Regions from separate parts of the Macaca mulatta genome. Here region 2 is linked to region 1. A link is a contact called in public Hi-C data. All regions are on one chromosome and are shown on one strand. Each heading gives the region's core, a stretch centred on a gene start, on an enhancer-like site or on the middle of the called end of the contact. The rest is flanking DNA. Distances are from core to core; before and after follow the strand shown.

The links. Hi-C and Micro-C count contacts between places; a contact is called where the count stands out from the background.
Region 2: a contact with region 1 is called in a Hi-C map of liver, with 2.1 times the contacts expected there. The contact joins the promoter of RNF126 here to the promoter of BSG in region 1. A contact is called at or near these places in 2 of 14 Hi-C or Micro-C datasets (cortical neurons and liver).

Annotation. Positions count from the first base shown.
Region 1 is chr19:1,211,728-1,215,075 of T2T-MMU8v2.0, reverse strand. BSG (basigin) reads right to left here and starts at 1,523. Exons shown (of 8, transcript XM_077978863.1): 1 at 1,418-1,523. The coding sequence starts at 1,484.
Region 2 is chr19:1,316,647-1,320,100 of T2T-MMU8v2.0, reverse strand. It overlaps RNF126 (ring finger protein 126), which reads left to right and starts at 1,949. Exons shown (of 9, transcript NM_001261265.1): 1 at 1,949-2,105. The coding sequence starts at 2,031. The region is part of intron 1 of PALM (paralemmin); the gene reads right to left.

The DNA.
Region 1 (3,348 bases), core at 274-2,773:
TTTTGTGTTTTTAGTAGAGATGGGGTTTCACTATGTTGGCCAGGCTGGTCTTGAACTCCTGACCTCAGGTGATCCACCCACCTCAGCCTCCCAAAGTGCTGGGATTAAGCCTCACTATAAATATTTAATCCAGAACCAAATGGGGGTCTCAATAAAGGAAGAAATTTTCTATCCAGCAAGAAAGGCTGTCATGCTTTTCTCCCGGAAAAACACACCTCAATCCATTTCCCAAATGCACTCTCCAAACCGCGTCTGCCCACCCCCACACGGCCCCTCCTAAGACAGCACTGGAAACCTAATGCCCGGTCAGAGTCTGCTAAAAACGACTTTCTCACTATTTCCTGCGCTGAATGGGGTGGCCAAGGCCCCTCATTGTGACCTTGGAACCTCGACTCCCCACAGGGCTCAGCTTCCTTGCCTGTAAAGGAGAAGGGGCGTTCAGAGACCACCACATTCTGTGCCCTGAAGCAAGGCAGAATCAGAGAGAAGGCTGGCGCCACTCCAGGGACATTCTGCCTTCTCTTCCAGGCAGGGCGCCTCGAGGGAGCCTGCGAGGGCTTAAGAGTCTGGGAGAACACCCGGGGGCAGGTGCACGCCCGAGGCAAGACGCCAGGGCTAAATCCCCCGAAGAACGGTAATCCCTTCCCGATCCGGAAGGCTGACCCACTCGGAGCCTCCGTGTGCGCCTGGAGGACAAAAGCCCCTTTTCCAGGAGAGAGCGCCAAGACGATCGCCCCGGCAGCGCGGGGCCTGGCGGGGACCCCAGACACTCCGGGCAGGGTCTGTGACCCTAACACGCGCAGGCAGGGTGGGCCCGTCTCCAGGCTCCACCCTCAGGCCGTTCTCCCCCGACCTGCGGAGTCCAGTCCCAGCAGGACAGGTCGGGCAGGCACCAGCCCAGCCCCTGCCCCGACTCCAGGCCAAAGGGGACGCTCACCCAGGCTCTGGGTCTCCCTTCTCCTGGCCGGAGGGACGGGCGGGCGGGCCACCTCCAGCCGCCTTCGCAGACGCCCTCGCCCAGAGATCAGGCGAGAGCCTCCACCTCTGCCGGGGAACCCCCAACCCCAGGCCACCGAAAAGCAGGACGCCCACCTCCCCCGACCGAGACCGGCCTGGCCAGGACCCCCAGGCTCCCGCCCCCAAGCAGGGGCTTCACGCCCACACAGAGGGTGCGACGCCCGGGGGAGCCTGGCAGGCAGCGCCGGGAGGGACCCCCAGCCCCCCTCAAACCCTGGGAATTCACCCCCAAGCTCCAGGCTGGCGCGGGAAACCCCCGGGGCCGGCCTTTCGCACCCCAGGCGGCCCCTCGCCGAGGCCCCACGCTCCCGTTGGCTTCCGGTCCGGACCGCAGCCTGGGCCGCGGCCTCCATTCCCGGCCCCTGCAGGACCGCACCCCCGCCCCCGGCCCGCTCCTCACCAGCCCCGTAGGCTCCGTGGGCGCCCAGCAGCGCCAAACCCAGCAGCACGAACAGCGTAGCCGCCATGATGTCTCCTCCTCGCCGGCCCCGCAGCCGCCAACCGCCGCCGGAGCCGCCCGCGGCCGCTATAAAAACCGGCGGGGGCGCGGACCGGGCGCGCGCACGCACGGCGTCATCGCGGGGGCGGGGCGCGCGCGGGGCACGCCGGTCGCCCCCGCCTGCGCATGCGCACACACGCACGCACGCACGCGCCGGCTCCGGCAGGCTCCCGCTACGGAAGCCGGGCGGCGGCGCACGTGACAGGGCGTTGCTAGGAAACGGGAGCGCGGCCCGCGGGGACGCGGCTGGAGCCTGCGCATTTCTTCCTCCGGCTTTCAAAGCTGGAATGAGCGCGGAGCGGTGCGGCCGACGGGGTTGAAACATTCCGAGGGTATTACCCAGATTTGATCAGAGTGAAACACGGGCCGGCCGCTGTGGCTCACGTCTGTAATCCCAGAGCCTTGGGCGGCCCAGGCGGGAGGATCGCTTAAGCCTGGGAGCTCGAGACCAGCCGCGGCAACATGGCGAGACCCACCTCTCTGCCTTTAAAAATGTACATATCTATGTGAACAGATTAATAAATTAGGCGGGAGGAAGCGACCTCCTCCGCCCCAAGTAAAAATACTTCAAAGGCACTGGAATCTGGATCTCAGAAAATGAATGATGTCTCAGTATAAACGTCCTGTTCGCCATTTGGTTGGGAAAACTGAGTTAAGAAACTCAACTTCCAGGTCAAAAGTTGTAAATCAGCCCTACCCTCTTCTTCCCCGGCCCCCTTGTTCTCTCGCAGGGGGCGCGTTTACCCTGTTTTTAAAAAGTTCTGAGTCTCAGCCAACCGGGGTCCGCTTAGATGGCGGCAGAGGCCAGAAGCCCCGACAGGGGCAGGACAGAGGCCAGAAGCCCTGCCTTTGTCGCGTGTGCTCCGGCGGCTGCACCCCGCACAAGTAAAGGGGTCTCCGAGACGTTTCCGAAGTGCAGTTTCTCTCTGCGGGGCCGGCTCGCCGCCCCCAAACTTCCCATTTGGATCCCATTCTCTTTCGGGACAGGCAGGCGGTCACCTTTTTGGGGAGACGCGTCCCACTGCTTCACTGGGGGCCCTCAGGAGCGGAGGATCGGGTCCCGCCCGAGGTGATGAGTGAACCCGGACTCTCAGCAACGCGGGTGGGAAGGACCCGGGAAGTTCCGGGGCGGCCAAGGTGAGACAAGGCAACATTGTGGCGACCGAGGTGGGGGTGAGACAAGGCAACATTGGGGCGACCGAGGTGGGGGTGAGACAAGGCAACATTGGGGCGACCGAGGTGGGGGTGACACAAGGCAACATTGGGGGACCGAGGTGGGGGTGAGACAAGGCAACATTGGGGGACCGAGGTGGGGGTGAGACAAGGCAACATTGGGGCGACCGAGGTGGGGGTGAGAAAACTCAATATTGGGGCGATAGAGGTAGGGGGTGAGAAAACTCAATATCGGGGCGACAGATGAGGGGTGAGACAAGTGGCTATTGGGGCAACAGAGGTGGGGGGTGAGAAAAGTCAATATTGGGGCGACCGAGGTGGGGGGTGAGACAAGTCGCTATTAGGGCGACAGAGATGGGGGTGAGAAAAGTCAATATTGGGGCGACCGAGGTGGGGGGTGAGACAAGTCCCTTCCCACCCACCCCTCCATCCCTCCCCCACCCACCCCCCTCCCCCATACCAAACAGTCAGTCCCTTCCACACCCACCCCTCCATCCCTTCCACACCCATCCCTTCTCCCCAAACCACTCAGTCCCTCCCCCACTCACCCCTCTATCCCTCCCACACCCACCCTCATCCCCAAACCCAACACTCAGTCCCTCCCCCACCCATCTCTCCGTCCCTTCCCCCCTAGAACCCTGCCACCTGGACCTTGCCCC
Region 2 (3,454 bases), core at 700-3,199, 100 kb before region 1:
AATTAGCCGGGCGCGGTTGTGGGCGCCTGTAGTCCCAGCTACTCGGGAGGCTGAGGTAGGAGGATGGCGTGAACCCGGGAGGCGGAGCTTGCAGTGAGCCGAGATCGCGCCACTGCACTCCAGCCTGGGCGACAGAGCGAGACTCCGTCTCAAAAAAAACAAAACAAAACAAAAACAAAAACAAAAAAAAACCTAAATGCAGGACGGGCTTGGTGATTCACGCCTGTAATGCCAGCACTTTGGGAGGCCGAGGCGGGCAGATCACCTGAGGTCAGGAGTTTGAGGTCAGCCTGGCCAACATGGCGAAATCCCTTCTTTACTAAAAATACAAAAATTAGCCAGGCGTGGTGGTGCCCGGCCTGTAATCCCAGCTACTGGGGAAGCTTAGGCAGGAGAATCACTTGAACCCGGGAGGCGGAGGTTGCAGTGAGCCGAGATCGTGCCATTGCACTCCAGCCTGGGCGACAGAGCCAGACTCCATCTCTAAAAACCAAACAACAACAAAACAAACAAACAAACAAAAAACCCTTCAATGCACAGGCTCCAACTCTTAATTCCTCAACAGTCTGGCTCCAATGCCTCACTTTGCAGGAAGTCCAACTCCAGTCAAATCCTGTTCATCCCTCAAAACCCTGGTTCCAATGTCCTTTCCCCTCGGAAGCCCTTTCTCTCTCCCGAGGCAGAGCTGGGGTCACCCCTGAGTCCCATACTCTGGTCCAATCTCATGGGGCCGGGGGTCTCTGCGTGCCTTCAGCATAGGGTCTGGTATGCAGTAGGTGCTCAATGAGCGTTGAGTGAATAAAGAAATACATGCATGAGGCCGGGTGCGGTGGCTCACGCCTGTAATCCCAGCACTTTGGGAGGCCGAGGTGGGCGGATCATGACTCAGGAGTTCGAGACCAGCCTGGCTAAATATAGTGAAACCCCGTTTCTACTAAAAATACAAAAATTAGCCAGTGTGATGGCACACACCTTTAGTCCCAGCTACTCGGGAGGCTGAGGCGGGAGAATCGCTTGAACCCAGGAGGTGGAGGTTGCAGTGAGCCGAGGCTGTGCCATTGCACTGCAGCCTGGGTGACAGAGTCAGACTCTGTATAAAAAAAAAAAAAAAAACAAATACATGCATGATTGGGCCAGAACGAACCTCAGACATGATCCTGGCCTGCGCTGGGTGTTGATACCGTGTCTACTGATTAAATTTGGAAGTGGGGGTTAGGTTTCCTGCCCTCTCCGCACCCGGGAGGCCCCTGGGCCGTCAGCCTCCGGAGCATCTTGGAAACAGGGCCACAAGCCACGGACCTCAGCCTCTATCTGACCCCACGGGTCCCAGCCAGGCCCAGGCAGCGCCCTGAGCCCCTGTCTGCCTGTATTCCGCAGCGCTGAGGGAATGCCTGCTGTGTGTCAGTCGCTGCTGTGGGTCCAACAATCCCTTCGCTGCGCAGCTGACCTGACGGTGCCACGGGGCAGGAGGGCAGCAGAGGAGCCCTTGTAAGCTGACATTTGAGCAAAGACCTGGAAGAAAGCCACGTGGGGGTTGGGGGAGCGCTGCACCGGGAGGGGGCGGGGAGAGGGCGCCTGGCGAGCCCCAGGAACAGTGGGGACAGTGGGCTGAAGCACCATGAAGGGAGAAGGCGATGAGGTAGGGAAGCACTGAGGGACACGAGGACCCTGGCAGCTTCGGGAGACTAGGAGGGCCTCGGCTCCATCTCGCGCAGGCCCCGCTCCTCGTCTCTTCCGCCGCCTGGACTTGGCCCCGCCCCCGTCGGAAGCCCCACCCCCGCTGGAACCCCGCCCCCGCCCGGAGCCCCGCCCAACGGCCGGGCCTATTTTGTCTCTCAGCGGCCACCGTCGCCCTGTCCGCGGCCGGCCGAGTGCGCAGCCTACGCCGCTCCCGCGTCCGCTCTCCGCCCCGCGTGCCGTGCGTGCCGTGCGTGAGCGTGCGCGGGCGCGTCGGCCGGCGAGGGAGCAGCAAACGGCCGGCGGCGGGCGCCGCGCGGGGGGCGGGCGGCGCGGAGTAGGCGGCGGCGGCCATGGCCGAGGCGTCGCCGCAGCCCGGACGGTACTTCTGCCACTGCTGCTCCGTGGAGATCGTCCCGCGCCTGCCGGTGAGGCCCGGGCCAGGGCGACGGGCGACAGGGTCTGTGCCACAGGCCTGAGGCAAGGCCGAGGCCGGGGCCGGGGTGGGGGTCGCTTGCGCGAGCTGGCCAAGATAGGGAAACTGAGGCTCGGGGCAGCGCCGGCCCAGGCTGGATCCGCGGGGAACCCGGGCGGTGCGGGCGCGAACCCCGTCCTGCACATGCGGGAAACTGAGGCCTGGGCGGGAGGCGGGGCCTGGCCGGAGCGGCGCAGCGGGATCGCGGCTGGGTGACCCCACATCCGCGGCGTTCCCGACCCGAGAGGCCGCGAGGATCCCAGGTGGGACCTCCGAGTCCGGTGAGCCTGGTTTTGCAAACGGAGAAACTGAGGCCTGGCGAGCAGAGAGAGGGTATTGCTCGGTGGCGCGGCGCAGGGCAGGGGCCAGGCCTGGCGGGGCCTGGAGGAGGGGATGGCGGGGCTCGGACCCCGAGAATAACGCCAGGGGACCCCCGCCGAGCGCGTGGTCTGGGGCGCCGGCGCCTCGCTGCAGGTTCGCCTTGTGGAGCCCTGGCCGCCGCCTTGGAGGCAGGCCCAGGCCCGGGAGGCTCCAGGCACCGTCCCGGGGTCCGAGCGCGGCCCGCCGGCGGGGCTTTGTGACCGGAGCCTGCGTTCTTCCCCTACCGGGGCTTGGCCGGGCAGCCCCCTCCTCCTCGAGGTGTTTACAGCCACCCCTCGCCCGGGAGGACCCTGGGCCTGGGCGTTCCGAGTGCTACTTCCTGCTCGTTCAGGGCAAGGTTCCCCACGCGGCCCTGATGTCACCTTGGGGGAGGTGGGAGCTGTGCTGGTCGGACGTGCTATTTCCAGGCCCCTTTTCCAGGGTTTCGGAGTCAGTCGGTGTGGAATGGGCTCAGCAGTCTGTATTTTTAATATTATTTTTAGGAACACGGTCTCCCTGTGTTGCCCAGGCTGGTCTTGAACCCCTGGGCTCAAGCGATCCTCCTGCCTCAGCTTCCCAAAGCGCTGGGATTACAGATGTGAGCCACCGTGGCCGGCGGTGGTCTGCATTTTTAACCCGTGTTCCCCTTCCCCAGGCTGACGTGGGAAGTGGTGATTTAGTCGAGCCACGCCTGCTTGATAGATGGGGAAACTGAGGCCTGTGGTGGCTCAGCAGGAAAGGGGCAGAGCCGGCTCAGTCCGGAGCCGCTTGACGAGCTTGAGGGGAGCAGCTGCAGGAGGTGGAGGGGTCTGGACTCCCCACCCCGTGCCCAGGGGAAGAGACTGCAGGCATTGAGGATTTACTGTGCTGTGTGCGTTGCCGCCTGGCTGTTGCTACGCTTTGACCCCTAAGGGGAGCCCAAGCCCCCAACAAGCAGTGCAG